Linked DNA regions of Rattus norvegicus: region 2 is linked to region 1. Evidence: chromatin contacts called from public Hi-C data. All regions are on one chromosome and are shown on one strand. The core of a region is the stretch at or near the end of the contact, and the rest is flanking DNA. Distances in the headings are between cores, read along the strand shown.

Region 1 (4,920 bases), core at 1,215-3,714:
CAGAGTCAGCTGGAATACCATGAGACGTTCTTTATCATGTTTCTCTCTACGAAGACCAACAAAGACCGTTGAAAACCAACAAAGACCGGCGAAGCATTGCATGGTGTCACAATGCAAGAGCGTCCTCTCACTGTTTGTGGGGTTCTACTTACATTCTTTCTAAACACCATGTGCCCTCTCAAGTGTCTGTTTTCAGCAAGCCATCACATGCCCTCTCACAAGACAGCTTCCAGAAAATTATCTGGTGATACAACTAAGTTATTAGAGAAACCAGAACTTCCACTCCAATACCCAAATTTAATATTAATGTTAACATTAATATCTAACACAGAGTCTACATGATTTAAAATTTTTCTAGTCATTCTTAAATTTACCTCATACTGTTCACCCCACCTCTGCCTATGAGACCATTAAGAACTGCATACTGAGTTTTGGAGAAGAGGGGAAAAAAAGAGAGAGGAGAAGGAAGGGGAGGAGACAGAGAAAAGAGAGCAATTGATGTTAATTGATTAACTGGGAAGAAGTCGGTATCCTTATTCTTTAACAAGTCAGACTTGCAATAAGGAGAAAGAGAATGAGCAAGTGGAACGTGACTGCTTGCGTCAAGAACTTAGACCTTTCTGAGAGGAATGATAAACCCTTCAGTAAAGGAGGAAGAGGAAGAGGAATGAGCAGAGCATAACACCAAAGGAAAATGGCAGTGTTTGGATAACTAGTGGCCAAAAAGAAAAGGAGAATTATAATCTGGCAATGTAAAAATTAATACTAATTAGACTCTATACCCTCCCCCCCAAACATTTAATTAGCGTGCATTAAGTAATCAATCATTAAATCTATGTGAAATTAATTTGTTCTGAGATCTTTCACATATATGCTCAATTTGCAAGTGGCATGGTGAACTCCTCCCAGTTTTAATTAATTAGAGCTGGCATTGGGGATGGAATATTTATTTATGGACCAGGTGCAATTAAAGAAGAAGGGCTGTGGTCGCTTAGAGAACGCCGAGAGCACCTCGGCGTATGAGTGCGGCCGACTCTTAGAATCTCAGAGCAGTTCCCCAAGAGCCACTTCCTTCAGAGAGTATCACAGGGGATCTAGGACAGCCGAAATAGGAAGCTATGTGCTTCTCTCAATATTTTCGAACAGCAAACGGAGACGCTAGATTTCGTCTTGATAAGACTGCACTGGCTAGATAAACTATCGGACTGTTTTTCTGCCTGTGGCTGGGATTAGGCTCATTCTTTATGATAATGCTGGTTATCTTCTCCTGACCAGATGCCCCAATTATCAGTCAGCTCTGCCTGTCATGAAAAGCAGGAAATAATTTTATTTTAATCATCAAGTTTATTTGGTCCAAGAGATTTCTCTGGAAACAAAGGGAAAGGGCGGGGCACGGGGGAATTGATAATGGAAGTCCTTAGAAAAAAAAGATAGAAAAGCACTGTTCCCGCACCAACGCTGGCAAGGAGGAGATTGCCCAAGTGATAGTGCCAAGTTCGCGCCATGACTTATTAAAAGTAATTAACAGCAGTCTCTCTGGTTCATCAAAGGTTACTTGAGGAATAAATTTCATGAGTTAGAAAGTGGAAGAAGATCCCTGGAGACACTAAGTCTCAAGCAAGAAAGTCACTCAGAGGCTGATGTGCACCATCCAGAAAGGGTGATGATGGCTGGTGTCTATCCAGGATGGATGGAGAGATCTGTAGGAGACACACCATCGCCACGCCTCAGTGGCTAAGGCATTACTGGCTTGCTCACCCCTGTGGTAGGAAAGAAGGGAAGATCAGAAATGACCTTCAGGTTTTTGAGTGGCAATTGAAAGGTGCTGTTTGCTGAAGGAGGGAGCCAGAGAAGGGAAATAATGCCGACGCAAATATTAGGAAATCGCCTCAAGAGAGCTAGGAAGACAGAGATTCTAAGATTTACTTCTGTCCCAAGGGTCTCCAGGATGTTTGTAATGCCAAGGACACAGAAGGACAAGGGATTTCTCACAGCGGGGTCCCAGGCTTTGTGGCTGTGGAGGGAGGTCTCTGCGCAAGGCAGACGCCAGGGGTCAGTGCAGGCCCAGCTTCCCCTGCTGGAGCATCGCCGAGGTCTCCCGCCTTCAGAGCGTGTTCATTACGGAAAGAATTTAAGAGAACTCTAAACGGCAGATTCGTTTATGATAGCGGCATTTACAGGCAGTTGTAATTATAGTGTATGGAAAACAATTATTCCCTCCTAAAATTGCTCTTTTAATTTTCTCTTATTTGTCCCACGGTGAATGTTAAATAAGCCTCATTGCTTTGCAGACAGCCTCGGATATGTGCACAGAGAGAAGCTCCAAAGGATGTGTTACGAACCACACACCACGCTAACCTGCCCAGGTGCGCTCACACACGCGCACACGGGTTTCTTGTACACATGACAGGCAAGCTCTGAAGAGCACACTGGTCCAGCCAGCAGCTTCCCACCACAGCCCTATCCCTTGCGCAGCTCGGGGACGCCACGTAGAAAGCTCCGCCCCAAGCATTAGAACGTCCTCTGGAGCCACTGCTCTCTGAACCCTTCCTTTCCCTCCAAAGTCCTTGATCGTGTCTGGTATCTTCAAACTGAATTGCACCGTGGACAGACATTTTTGCTCCACAAACTTTCATCTACTTCCTTGTTCCTGGTCCCTCTCTCTGGCTATGGCTCAGGATAGTGCTTTCCCAAGGACAGTCATAAATAGAATACCTTCCCAAAAAAGCTAGTTTGCAAAGTGCTGTGTTTCCATATTCCAACCCTTACCAAAGAAAGTGGAATCCAAAGGTTCCAGAGCTGAATGTATCTTTCTGGAGACTTCTGCTACATTCTAGCACCTTGGCAGAAATGTGTTGCATTTCAAAGCGTCTTTGGACGTTAGTGAAATTTCAAAGACAAGAGGCTCTACAGAGGTCTCCAACTGTCCTTGGTGAGAGAGTAAATGTCTTTAGACTCAGACTGTGGGGCAGATGGCTGAGGATGGGAAACAAAACACATTTTCATAGTCAAGAACCAATGACCTTTAATAAAAGGATTAGGCAGTGACCTTACATAGGTTCTTGGGCCATCTTTGAGTGATTAATGTTGGTGGATGGAGGCCAAGCTCTATTAGGAAGGGATGTGGAAAGCTGTCCTCTTGACTTAAAAGTTTGCGTTGGAGAGGGGACTGTTTGCAGTTTTAGGGAAGTGTTACTTTTAATTGGTTATCTTGGCCTTGAAATGTGGTCTTGGTTGTTAAATAGCTCTCTCTCTCTCTCTCTCTCTCTCTCTCTCTCTCTCTCTCTCTCTCTCTCTCTGTTCACAGGAGGAGAGAGAGCAGGGGGAAGGAATTTCATATGAGGGAAAGGAAAATGAAAAGGATGCTGGTGCCAAGAGAGCCTTCTGTTGATGCTGGATGTTGGCAGACTGGGCTCTTCTCTATTCATCCATATTCTCTTTGCCTTGCCTTGAATGCTTAAGGGACTTCTGAATCTCTTTGTTTCCTGTTTTTACTACAAATGTATAAAATAGTCCTGAGAATGCCTGCTACTTCTTAACTAAGTGGGTCTTTTTTGTTTGTTTGTTTGTTTGTTTGTTTTAACCTGTTAGGGCTACTATAACCAAGTGCCAGAGTTTGGGTAAGTTACACACAATCAGAAGTTTATTTCTTACAGTTTTGGAGCCTGAGAAGTCTGAGATCAAGATGCTAACACTTTAATTGTCTGGCTCCTTATAGCAGCGCTTCTCTTACAGTGCTCTCACAGGGCAGAGAGGCCAGCAAGCCTACTGACTTGGTGGTACAATCCCATTCTTTGATGAGGGTACTAATCCCATTCATAATGAAAGGTCCTTCCCAAGCGGGAGAATCTTACTCGAGTACCAGGATGACGCAAACCCAAGAACTCATGAGCAGCCAGTCTTGATGCAATCAGGCAAGAGGTATATTCAGGAAGCCAGAGCTCTGGGGACTACATGTATCTCACACAGAAGACAGAGGAGTCGAGCCCCGAACTCAGGGCTCATTTTATAGAGAATATCACTCAGGTGGGAATCAGTAGGTGTGTAACAATTTCATTGGCTCGTTCAAATTGGCACACTCTATCTAAACACAAGTTTAGTCAACTTATCTAAGCAAACCATTTCCCTGTTCTTGTCTTAGAATTACTGAACCAGCCCTAATCCGGGCCAGATGATCTCCTGGTTAGCCTATTTCTTGGAACAGAAGGCCATGTCCTCAGGTTGGGTATGAGTAGGTCTCTGAGTGCTGTAGTGGGGTCAACTAAAAATTTTCCATTCTTACAATAACTAGTTTTCCTCTCAGGACACAATCATCTCCAGATACTGTCAAATTGGCATTCGTGTTTCAACACAGGAGAGTGTAGACATGGAGCTGAGGGAACCAGAGTCATTCCCACTGTAGTACCCAAGGCTCGGGAGATTCATAGAAGAGATACCTGAATTTTCCTTCTCCATGTGCCTTTAAAAGTGCCCATGAAGAATACCAGGTGCTGTTAGGAAGTGGATACAATGCTTTTAAAACATAGATTCCAGGACTTCCAAAAGTAGTGGTTCTTAGTAAAACATGTATGTTCATAAAATTTGAGAATCGAAAAAGAACTAAAATGTATAGAAAAATGAAAAATGTAGTCTAGTATATTCTTAAATTACTTATAAAAATGTATAAACAAAGTATCTGGATTACTGTGTGCGTTTACATTTTGCTAAATTATTTGATAATTAGTTAGGGCCTCCCTACCATGGCTTTAGAATTAACTATTCAAAGAAGGGCTCTGACCTGAGTTTTCTCCTCTAAGTCCTGCTCAGATCCCTTTGGTCTCCTAATCCTATTGTTAAGGAAGAAACAGAAGGACATTTGGATGAAATCTGAGGCTGTGGTTCATTCTTCAGGTAGGAAAGTGTGCCGAATAGTCCCACCTC
Region 2 (4,786 bases), core at 283-2,782, 100 kb after region 1:
CATCACAAGAGATGTTGTCCAAGAAGGACTTGTTTTGTCGTAGTAGCAGTTGGGCCCAAGCGGGTCTTCCTCATCACTGTGCTGCCTTTTTAACATGATACCAAAGTGCTTGCTGGTCCCCCAAGCTGTCTTCTCAGCTCTTGTCACCTTGCACTCTACCCTAAACTTGCCCTGTTCACAGGCTTCTTTTCCCCCAGTTTCTCATCCCTATAGAACCCTCCCATTTTTGCTAGGCATTCCTCTTGGCCTGCTCTCTTCTCTCTTGGTCCTCTCTTTGTCTTCTCCTCCCCCTCCCCCTCCCCCTCACCCTCACTCTCCCTCATCCCCTCCTTCCCTTCCCCCTCTTCCTCCCCTTCCTCCTCCTCCATCCTCCCCTCCCTCTCTCCCTCCTTCCTCCCCCTCCCCCTCCCCTTCCCTTTCCCTCTTCCTCTCTTTCTCGCTCTCCCTCACAGCCATGGTCAGTCTACTACTTTCTTTCCCTGCTCTGGACTCTTACAGAGGCCCCTGGCAGTAAACTCCCTTGTATCTACAATAAAAAAAAAAACCTATTCCTGAACCATACCTTGGAGTAGTCATGCCTGACACTCCAATGTGTCTCCAAGCACATGTTTTGCATCTATTTTCTTATGGACATTTGCAGGTAGAAAGATCTTTTTGGGTAAACATAATATCACCTCCCCCCAAACTTCAGCATTAGGACATTTTGATCTGTCTCAACTCAAGCCAGTTTCCTGCCTCTCCCTAGCCTGGTTTCCTGTCAGTCCTGCCAGCTGTCTGTAGCCCCTCAGGGCTCATTTCAAATGAAACAAAAAGTGTTAGCAAGACAGAATCCTTGGGAAGAGAATAAAGCTTTTATTTTCAATTAATTAATTAAATTTTAAAACTCTTTCATGCACCAACCACATCCTGAGGCTCATTTAAAAGGAAGCAGCTCTTTCCTGCTCTGCTTCCCCAATCATAGAGGGTATTTTTAAGTGCTTGAGAATCACAATTTTGCTGCCCTGCCTCCAACCCCTAGCATAGGTCAAAGGGTTGTGGGAGGGTCTGGCCCCTTCCCTCCCTGAGGCCTCACCACAGCCGGAGGCTTTCTGGAGTCTACCGCAATCATGGGCTCTCCTGCAAGCTCAGAGAAGATGCCTCAGAAGAGGCTATAGGTAGGTACAGTATCTTTATGGGTAAAGTAAGTCTCAAACGTTCCCATATTCTCAATGAGCCCCACTTAGCCTTTAAGGATTCCTTTAAAAGTTGAGTTCCAATGAGAGGGCTCCCAATGGGGACGCATGACTTGGAAGATTTCGAGTAACCTTTATTGGTGTAACAATCTTCTGATTTGTAAATGCATCCTGGAGGGCTGTGTCGAGAACTCTGAGAGTATCTCTCGCCTCAGATTACCTGATCCGCAACGTGTTATTAAGCATAAGCCGTGGCGAATATGCGCAAGAAGTACCCTGATTATTCTTACCCACTGCGCCAGTCATTTCACTGTTTCCACTCCCTTCAGCCCTGAGTCAGCTGCATTCCCAGCCGCCACCGCTGCTGTCCTTACTGCTCAGGGTTTCAAATTACATAGTCTGTTATAACCTTGGTTTCTGAGAGGTCAGACAAAACTACCAGCTTATGCCGAAGGTTCACATTACTGTAGGATCAGTGGTGCTTGGGACAGCTATCTGTAGCCCTCTGGGATTCGTTTCAAATGAAACAAAATGTGTTAGGAAGACAGGATCCCTGGGGGGGGGGGTGTAAAGTTTTTATTTTTAATTAATTAATTTTTAAAATTCTCTCATACACTACATCCTGACAGTGGTTTCCCATCCCTCCACTTAGCTCCTCACTCACCTCTCTCTCTCCCCCAAGATCCACTCATTAGAGAGAGAGAGAGGGGGGGGGGAGACCTTCCGGGAATATCACAGCATTAAAAATTACAATAAAACTAGTCACAGATCCTCACTTCAAGGTTGGATGAGGCAATCCAGTTGGAGGAAAAGGATTCCAAGAATAGAATTCCAGAGATAGTCCCCGCCCTTGCTATTAAAATTCCCACAAGAAGACCAAGCTACACCTCCATAACATATATGCAAAGGACCCTAGCTCAGACTCATACGGGCTCCATGATTGTCATTTCAGTCTCTCTGAGCCCTTAGAGTTCTGCTTAATTGATTCTGTGGGGTCTTGGTCTCTTGGTGCCTTCTGTTCCTACAGTCCTTCCTCCTCCTCTTCTGCAGGGTTCTCTAGCTCCACCTAGTGTTTGGCTGTGGTCTCTGCATCTGCTCCCATCTGTTGCGGGATGAAGCCTCTCTGATGACTTGGATTAAGTTCAATTGGTAACTTGCCTAGGAAGTGCAAGGCCCTGGGTTCGGTCCCCAGCTCCGGGGGGGGGGGGGGGAAGGGGGTGTGGGAATTTAACTCAGTGGTAGAGCGCTTGCCTAGGAAGCGCAAGGCCCTGGGTTCAGTCCCCAGCTCCGGAAAAAAAAAAAAAGTTCAATTGGTAAGTCCATGAGTGTAGCAGAATATCATTAGGGGTCATTTCATTTACCTTTTTTTTTTTTGCCAGTCTTGTTTGATTCTTTTGTGGGTCTCTGGACTGTCCAGCCTCTGGTTCCTGGCCATCCAGGTTGTGTCAGGCATTGGGCTCTCGCTCACGGTATGGGCCTCAAGTTGGACCAGTCATTTGTTGGCCACCCCCACAAATTCTGTGCCACTATTACCCCAGCACATCTTGCAGGGGGGTGGGCAGAATATAGGTCAAAGGTTTTGTGGCTGGGTTAACCTCAGCCCCATTGCTGGGAGCCGTGCCTAGTTATGGAAGGTGGACAGTCCACCTTGTAGGTTCCAGGAAAATTCCACTATACTAGTTTTCTATATCATCCTCCAAATGCTCCCCCATCACAGTTGTCTCTCCCAGTACTCTCTGCCTCTATCCCCCTCCCCTCCCACCTGATCCCTCCCGTTCCTATCACCACTGCCCTTCGGGAACCTCAAATGTCTAAAACACCATTTGAAGACATGTTCATCACCCTTAGCCACCAGGGAAATATGAATCGAAACAACTTTGAGATTCCACCTTTACCTGTCAGAATGGCTGAGATCAAAAGCCCAAGTGGTAGCTTATGCCAGCAAAGATATGGAGCAAGGGAAACACTCCTCCATTGTTAGTGGGAGCGCAGACTCGTGCACCAACTATGGAAATCAATATGGCGGTTTCTCGGGAAATTGGGAATCTATCTCAAGACCCAGCTGTAGCACTCCAGGGTATGTACACCCCAAGGATGCTCCATCGTACCACGAGGTCACTTGCTCAACTGTGCTCATAGCAGCTGGCCAGAAACTAGAAACAACCTAGATGTCCCTCAACAGAAGAATGGATAAAGAAAATGTGGTCCATTTGCACAATGGGGTGTTACTCAGATGTTTAAAAAAATGGCATCAAGAAATTTACAGGCAAATGGATGAAACTAAAAAAAAAAATCATCCTGAGTGGGGTAACTCAGATTCAGAAGGACAAACATGATACGTATTCCCTATAAGAGGATAAGGAATGAGCATTCTACAATCCACAGACCCTCGAGGCTAAGAGACAAAGATGCTAAGATCCAGGTGGGACACATGGATCTCCCTGGGAAGGGGAAATAGAATAGATTTTGAAGAATATTAAGCCTTAAAGGATATGCCTGTAGGGGCTGGAGAGATGACTCCCAGGTAAAAAGCACTTGCTATTCTTACAGAGGACCCTGGTTCAGTTTCCACACACACATAGCTGCTTACGACTAACTGTAACTCCAGTCCCAGAGGAGCCAACCCTCTCCACTGTTCTCTGCGGGCACCAGGTACACATATGGCATACGCGTGCATATGTAGGCAAGCACTCATATACTTAAACACAATTTAAAAGGAAAGGAAAGCATGCGTTCTTGAAGCTGACCCATTCTGTAGAATAGTCCACAGTGAAGACAGCCCTTATGGTCTGCTCTGTGTTGGTCTGAGAACAAGATTTAAATGAGAAAGATTGATTCTGGCTGTGACGGGGATTGACTTGTAAATGGGAATCTTATACGTTAAGCAGAACGATATTCTGGTGGATACAAAGAAGAGGTCTTGAATGTTTTGTTGATTTGATACATGGACCAATCCATGGCCTGTGGATTCCACCCCTCCACACAGTGTTCTAAGGAGTATGAATTAAAATCAGTAGGATTACAAAATTACATTGAAAAGGAATTTTCAAGCTATCTTACTTTTGAGCACAGAAGCACATGCCTTTGCTATCTAAAAGGCCACATAGTAATATTTAGTGGTTATCAGTTTATTGTTATTTCAAAGTAGGGGGCGAGAGTAAATGGCTTTGGTGGGGGAGATCAAGCCGAGGTCTCAGTATGAAGCCCATACCAGTCTTGAACTCATGGAATCCTCTGCTACTCAGTCTCCCCAGTGTTAGGGTTACATGCATTTACTATCATACCCAGCTGTAATCCCATCTGTGAAACCTGGGACAGTTGCAACATGTCACAAAGTATTGTGATTCTATTGAGCGTAGGTGGGGGGCAGTGGGCTCAGATATCTAGTGGGTGCCTGAAACCATGGAAAGTACCTACTCCATTATATACAGGTAGCTCCTGATTCATGATTCATTCTCCTAGTATTAGGGTGTTTTGGGTTGTCTGTTTGTTTGTTTGTTTGTTTGTTTGTTTGTTTTGACAATGAGAAGCAATACACAGCCAGGGTAAACCATTATTTCCTGGGCCACATGCAGGACAATACTCTCTTGTGAGTCCACACACTCACAGTCATT

Evidence for each region. A called contact is a pair of places that touch in the nucleus more often than the background predicts.
Region 2: a Hi-C map of liver shows a contact between it and region 1, with 11 times the contacts expected there. The contact joins two enhancer-like sites. A contact is called at or near these places in 10 of 12 Hi-C or Micro-C datasets (the A7r5 cell line, the Rat2 cell line, frontal cortex and 5 more).

What each region holds. Positions count from the first base shown.
Region 1 is chr8:57,500,082-57,505,001 of GRCr8, forward strand. It overlaps a transcript of Nxpe4 not described here. Among named protein-coding and RNA genes, the nearest start is that of Nxpe2, 93 kb to the right of the region's middle. Within about 2 kb of position 2,465, at least 20 of the 93 cell types and tissues checked have an H3K27ac peak or open chromatin away from gene starts, as enhancers often do. A contact at or near this core is called in liver, where this site is marked.
Region 2 is chr8:57,604,324-57,609,109 of GRCr8, forward strand. It overlaps a transcript of Nxpe4 not described here. Among named protein-coding and RNA genes, the nearest start is that of Nxpe2, 11 kb to the left of the region's middle. Within about 2 kb of position 1,533, at least 45 of the 93 cell types and tissues checked have an H3K27ac peak or open chromatin away from gene starts, as enhancers often do. A contact at or near this core is called in liver, where this site is marked.